Linked DNA regions of Nomascus leucogenys: region 2 is linked to region 1. The links are chromatin contacts, called in public Hi-C maps. All regions are on one chromosome and are shown on one strand. The core of a region is the stretch at or near the end of the contact, and the rest is flanking DNA. Distances in the headings are between cores, read along the strand shown.

Region 1 (3,379 bases), core at 703-3,202:
GTGCAGACAGGATTTCACCACTTTGCCCAGGCTGATCTCAAACTCCTAAGCTCAAGCAATCCTCCCACCTTGCCCTCCCAAAGTGCTAGGATGACAGGCATGAGCCACCGCACCTGGCCCACAGCTGCATTTTTCGGTGCCCTGCCTGTACTGGTAGTCAGATTCAGCCAGTGTAAACCCTGGACTCTTAACACATGCTCAGTCCAAGCTGACAGCCACCAAATGAATTTAAGTGTCACCAGGATTCAAACCTTTAACAGAGAGAAAAGCCAGAGACCGCCAGGGAAATTCAAGTTAGAAAACCCATTGCTTCACTAGGGCTTTTGTCTTGGATTCGGCCTTTGCCTATCCTGTGGGCACCCTGTCACCTTCTCCTGTCCACATACATGCCAAACTCTTTCAGGCCTCTGGGCACTCACACTGCTGTTCCCTGTATGGGATGGTCTTACCCCACTTCAATGATAACCCTTCCTCAGAGAGACTTCTTGGCCACTCTAAATCAGCACCTGCTGGTCCATTTTCTTCATGACACCCAGACACTGCATTATTTGTGTGCCCGGCTGTCACTTCTTTCCCCTGATATTCCCAGTGCCCAGCACATAGTAGGTGCTTAATAAAGACTAACAGGATTAAAAAAAAAAAATCACAGTTTCAGAACACATGCCGCTTTGAGAAGGACACAGAAGCACTTCAGTCTCACATTAGTTTATGGAGAGAGTAGCTGGCTTCCTGAATAGAGGTGGGCAAGGCCTTTTATCAAACGGCTGGTGAAGCCAAGGGTTAACATGAGCCAGGGCCAGTTGGGGAGGGTCACCAGCTACTTACCAACCGATTCTCTTTGCCTCTTGCTTCCCGGCAGAACTTTATAAGTTCGTTTTCAATAGTGGCTGGTGAGAATGTGACATCTCTGTCTTTGAGGTCCTGGTAAAATCTTCCCAGATAAGAAATACAAACTGGAAAAGAGAGGGACGGGAGATGCTCAGCAATCACCAAGCTGTTCCAATCCACCAGGAAAGAACTCCGCCAGCATTTTTAATAGGAGACACGGAGATGAATCATTAGAGGTGAGCTTTTCCATCACCGATTTTTCTCAGGTGTCTACAGGTAGACAGAACCCGGTTCCAGGTGGCGGGGGTCCCCTGGTACACCCAGGGCATCAAAGGACCAAGCATCACCCAGTGACCTATAAACGACTCCTCCCTGCTCCTTTCATCAAGTTTAAGCCCATGGTGAACACGTGTCCTTGAGACGGGACTCACTGTGACCTCACAAATGGAGAGACTGGAAGGTGAAGAGAAAAATGATCAAAATGCTGCTGCTAATTTCCAAATACAACAGCCGACCCAGAGGTGCAGCTTCGTGATCCCAACAGACAGGGCGCAGCACCCATGGCCAGCCCTGGAGCTCCCGACGCCGGACGGGGAGCGGTAACCTCTAGATGGTGCTGGGGACAATAACTCAGGCGTGATGGAGATTTCAAGCCAAGTTTTCAACGGGATCTAGTCTCAACTTTTCTTCGTCGGACCAATGTTTTCTAGGCCCAGGAAAGATTTACTAGGGCGGGCGCCGGGGCCTCCTCATGCAGGCCCCGCCGGGACCCGCTGTCGCCCCCGCCCCCGCCCCCGCCCTCTTGGCCCCGGCCGTCTGGTGATTTTGTGGGGTTCAGCGCCGCCGCCAGAACGGTCACGGAGCGCGGCCCCAGGCCCCCTATCCTGCACCTTCGCAGTCGCCCGGCCGCAGCGCCCGGCTGCTCGGCAGCACGCTCAGAGCCAGCGCCACCGCCAGTCCCTGCGTGGCCCACATCCTCCTCATCCTCCTCATCCTCCTCCGCTGCCGCCGCCGACCGACTGAACCGCACCCGCCGCGCCGCACCGCCTCCAAGTCCCGGCCGCGCGCCGTAGCTCCCCATTGGCGGGGGGCCCTCCGGCGCCCTCCCACACGCCACTTCCCCATTGGTCCACGAGCCGCAAGCCCAGACGGGCGGCTCCACGCTGCCCTCCCTCATTGGCTGGTGGTGTCTGAGCCCTAGACAGTTGTCGGCCGCTGATTGAACCCGGACCGGCCGCAGGAAGCGGCTACAGCAGCGACGGAAGCGGTGTGGGCCGCCATCTTGGATAAGGGCAGCGACTCTGGCTGAGGCCGGGTACTGCTAGCTGAATGGGATTCGGCCACGCCTTACATCTGTTGAGTTGACCCGCGTACCCCTGCCCTGGGCCCCAGGCTCGCTCGAAAAACCCTGCTGATCTCCTTGCTCGGACTCCGACTCGTGGTACAGGAGTTCTGGGGTCAGCCAACACAACAGGTTAGGCAGGAAGGGCGGGCGGCCGCAGGCAAGGCTCAAAGAGGTTTCTTTTTTTCTTCTTTCAGTCGCGTGGGCAACGGACCCAATCTTTGAAAGCCCACGTGCTGATCCTCCAGCTGATCGGAGCCCGCCGTGCATAGGCTGATAGGAGACGTGCGGGGTGGACGGACTGCGGGACATCCGGAGGAAGGGCTCAAGGCGCGCCAAGCTCAAAGCTGGGCCGCCACTCTAGACCGTGGAGGGAAGCGCCCGGGCCGGATCATCGGTCGAGGACATGGGTTCGCCTCAGAGTGGGAAGGTGAGGGGCTCGGGGGGTGCCCTTACAAGCTCTGAAGCGTGGCTTGGTGGCTGGCCAGCCTCCTCCTGCCTCCCCGGCTAGGGCCTCGGGGGTCCCCCGCTGCCGAGGGGCTTCCTGAGTGGGGTCCCGGGAATCACTAGAGAAGCACTGGAGGATGTTTCCTTTTCGACTGCCCTTCAAGTGCCCTGCTGGCTGCCTGCCTTGAAGGCAGGATGCGGGAAGGGTTGGCTCTACTCAGTGCAGAAAGGACATGTCTATGGGGCTAAAAAGGGCTTGGAGCCCGGCGACAAGGGTTGGAGAGGGGCACATCCTCTGCTCCCATTCAGTGAATTCAGTGGATCAGTATCACGTATTTATCTTTAATTCACATCACAGCAGTCAAGGAAGTGGGGAAAGGGGGGAAAAAATCAAGTGGCAGATATTTACATCTAAAATTCACATTACTTGTTGGATTTTGAACATGCTACCACAATATATACAGTAAAATACCTCTTGGGACAATGGTACAAATTTTGTTTCGTTTAACTTTGCTTTTCTGGTACAGGTAAGATCATTTTTAAATCACTTTTTTTCTTTAAACATGAATGCACAAAAGAAATGGTTAGAAGTTTCCTTGTTTTAAATAAGCACAGAATGCGGGAGGTTAAAAACACATTTATAGGGCTGAATACCAATTGGACATCACACTCTATACATTTTTTGCTCAAATTCCTGTACAAATACACAGCATTCAAATAGGTATTTACAAATAAGCTTGAAAGAATGAAAATCAGTATTTT
Region 2 (3,548 bases), core at 14-2,513, 720 kb after region 1:
ATGCTCCATAGTGAATCCAGTGAACTGAAAAAAAGGGGAGAGGGTCCTAGTAGGAGTGTGGGCTTCTGATTCAGAGCTGGGATCAAGCTATTACCCTGCCATTTCCTAGCATTTGTTCCCTGGGGCTGTCTTCTGTCTGCATAATGGGAGCAACACCAGTTGTAGAGGATCAAATGCAGCAAGTACTCCCTGTAGATAAGAGCGAGTGTTACTACTCTGCCCCCGCCATCCTGCCCCAACCTCTATCACCCTACTCCCAGATTATCTCCCTATGTTTTGAGCTGCAGGACTCTCTCAGCATTTTTTTTTCCCTGGGGCTGGGTGGGGGGGCACCAACCCAGAGTCCAGGCCGTCTGGGGCTGTCTCTGCTTGCTTTCTCAAATCTGTAGTCTCTTCTCCCCTGACTGGCAGGGCCGGCCAGAAACCAGTGCCAGCCAAGACTGGATGGTCTGCCTGATTCAAAAAGTTGGGATGTGCTTTCTCCTTCAACTCTTTCAAAGAAAACGTTCTTGTCTGGATCTTTCTGCCTGTGGTGACCGCTGGCTTGACCCCAGTGGACCCACTCATTTATGGAATCGTCCTCTGCACCCCGCCCTGCCCTAAGTCCCGCTCCAGACCTCACCCCATGCCACCCAATCCGACACCCGACACACAGAGTCCTAGGGTTCAAGAGCGGCCGTCCCAACACGGGGCGCTTGCACACGCCGACAGACCTCCTTGGAGGAGCCGCTCGCAGGGAGGACAAGCCCGGGACTCCGCCCCCTGCCCTGCCACGAGTTCCACGGCGAGATAAGAGGGCCCTTCCCCAACGACGCAGAATGCCAGAAGGCAATCTGGGCTCGGGTTGCTGAGCCCGGGCCCCTCCTTAACTTCCCGGACCCGGTCTTTCCCCACTGATCTCTCCGTCCTGCCCCGCTCGGTAGCGTCAGCCCCGGGTCCACGCGCTGCTATTGGCCCTCCCCGACCGCTCGGCTCCACCTTCAGCGTCGCGATTGGTCGGCTCGCGGGGCCCCGCCCCGTTTTCCTGGAAAGTTCTTGGAAATCTGTCAAAGTATTTCCTTTCACTGCCCAGGGCCCTAGACCCGGCGACGGCGCCCGCGCACCCCGCCCGGGCCCCACCGCTCAGCCCGCGGTTCTAGGAAGACGCCGCTTCCGGGAAGGGCTGGAACGCGGCAGACAAAGGATTAGGCAGCAGCTCGCCCCGCCCCGCTCGTCTGGCCCGCCCCCCTCACCCTCGCAGGCGGTCCGCGCCACTGTCTCTCAGTCCCTGCCCTGCGCCCGCGCGCACCGGGAGCCTACCCAGCACGCGCTCCGCGCCCACTGGTTCCCTCCCGCCGCCGCCGTCAAGCCGAGTCCCCACTTCGGAGTCGCCGCTGCCGCGGGGACATGGTCCTCTGCGTTCAGGGGTAAGCGCGGCTCTCTGCCCCCTCCCGACCACCACGAGGGGCGCACGGGAGAACAGGGGCTTTGTGCTAGCTGCCGGGCATTGGGAGGGCTTGACGGGCCAGAGGTGACTGAGCGCAGACGGACCTCAGGAGCGAGGCTCTGTGTGGGGTTGTGACACTCCCACTCCCCGCCCTCACACACTCACCTCAATTCCCACTGTGGATTGGGAAACCGGGGGCTGGCCGGCTAAAGGAGGAACTCACAGGGTGGGCTCAGCCTGGGTTCTCACTGGAGCAGATGGACGCTAACGGCAGGGCGTCCCCCAAGATGTGGCCAACAATCCCAGATATTCTTCTGGGCCCAGAGCACTCTACGCTAGCCTGCCTGCTGCCCTGACTGCCAGTAACCTTGGACCAGCCCCTGGCCCCCTCTGTCCTGGTGTCCCCTCTCCTGCCCCAGGCTAGCAAGTAGGCTCTTCTTGGGAAGCCAGCCGGAGATCCTTGCCTTTCCTCAGGCTGGCACCTGTTGGTCAGCAACTCTCGGGAGGCCCTGGGTTTGGCCTGGTCCTGCCTGGGACCACAATCGTCTCACAACCCTGTCTCAGCCCAGTCTGGGATCCCAATGTGAGAAGGACCTTGGCTCCTGCCTCTCATCTTCAAATTTCCCAGACTTGAGGTAGGGGACAGTGGAGAGGGGATGCTGATAAGACAGTCTTGACCTGAGCTGAGCATTCCTGGCCATCCACTCTGTCCTGAACCTCAGCAACCCCTTCAAAGGGTCTGATGCTGGCCATGGTGATCTGACAGGAGCTCAGGAAGCTCCAAGGAGAGAGGAAGAAGGTATAAATGGGTGTTCTGCACTCAGGGAAGACTGGGTGGCTGTGCTTATCACAACTGGCCTGGCGCCAAGTGAGGGAGGGTGGAAGGTGAGGCCAAGGAAGAGGACATGGAGGTGCTGGGAAGACTACTTCTCCCTTGCTGTCTCCAGCAAGTTCCTTCCCCCTGTCTGCATTCCGGGATTCCTGAATACCTGCCCCACCACTGCCTTCCACCCCAGGAGCCTCCCCCTGCATTCTGGGGTCCCATAGCCTCTTTCACTTTTTACCCTAGGTGAGCACCCCCTTGTAAGCTCAGGGCCACTGTTGGGTGTCGGGGAACAAAGTTTTTAACAGACTGCTGCGCTCCAAAGCAGGCACACACATGTACCTAGAACACACCAGCCACTGTCCCCACCATGATGATGACACAGCCATAGACACACCCCTGCCCAGGTACACACTCACCAGGAGCTTGTGGTGATCAACACAGCTATTCATATACCCAGCTACCACATCAGCCCCAGAGGTGCCCACACCTACATGTGGGATCTGAGGACCGGCTAAGCTATCTGGACGTGGCCACCCACAGAGGTTCCAGCCTGACCGGCTAGCCACCAACCATTCTCCTGGGAAGGTAGCTGTGGGCCCCAGCAGACAGGTCATCTCAAAATTTGGCCTCCAGCTCTCCAAGAGGGATTTCCGAGCTCCCACAGTACAGCCAGGGTAGGTGTGGAAAAGTTTGTGGCAGGCTGTTGTGTGCCAGAGTCGTGTGGCCCTTTCTCACTGTGAGTGGTCACAGGGCCATGATTTTTAGAACCTAGAGAGTCACCTATAACCTACACAGGAGTCAGATCTGGCTCCTGCCACCAGCTCCTGCCTACCCCTTCCTGCCTCACAAGCAATACTGGCGCCGTTTGCCCAAGCTGTCCTCTCTACGTGGGGTCCCTTCCCCCAGCTCCTTCCTTTGGCCTGGAAGACTCAGCTCAGGAGCAAGCAGACCCTGACTCCCCCACGACACCTGCAGTTTTATGACTTTGCATTATAATCACTCTTAGTGTCGTCTTCCTCAGCCAGTCTGGTTCTCCTTGAGGGCAAGGCCATGGTTTCATTATCACAGTGTCCTGAGGCCCAGCCAGGGACTAGACCCAGAACTAAGGCTTGGAGATGTATTTTGCAAGGAGTGAGGGAGGAGCAGCAGTCTTCCTGGGGAAGTAGAGCCAGTCCCTGCTGCCCTCCCAAGGAGGAAGCCCTAGTATCACCCTGCTGGGTGGGCTTCCCCTAGGAGAAAGCTGCTACTCAGATTTTGGTCGGCTCAGTTCCCCCAACCCCAGCCATCCAAGGATAT

Evidence for each region. Hi-C and Micro-C count contacts between places; a contact is called where the count stands out from the background.
Region 2: a Hi-C map of a lymphoblastoid cell line shows a contact between it and region 1, with 4 times the contacts expected there. The contact joins the promoter of CISH here to the promoter of MANF in region 1. A contact is called at or near these places in 2 of 4 Hi-C or Micro-C datasets (both in a lymphoblastoid cell line).

Annotation. Positions count from the first base shown.
Region 1 is chr4:100,330,772-100,334,150 of Asia_NLE_v1, forward strand. It overlaps MANF (mesencephalic astrocyte-derived neurotrophic factor), which reads right to left and starts at 1,953. Exons shown (of 4, transcript XM_030811680.1): 1 at 1,719-1,953; 2 at 826-953. The coding sequence starts at 1,953. DOCK3 (dedicator of cytokinesis protein 3) reads right to left here. Exons shown (of 54, transcript XM_030811684.1): 54 at 2,940-3,379.
Region 2 is chr4:101,048,921-101,052,468 of Asia_NLE_v1, forward strand. It overlaps CISH (cytokine-inducible SH2-containing protein), which reads left to right and starts at 1,264. Exons shown (of 3, transcript XM_003257120.3): 1 at 1,264-1,406. The coding sequence starts at 1,387.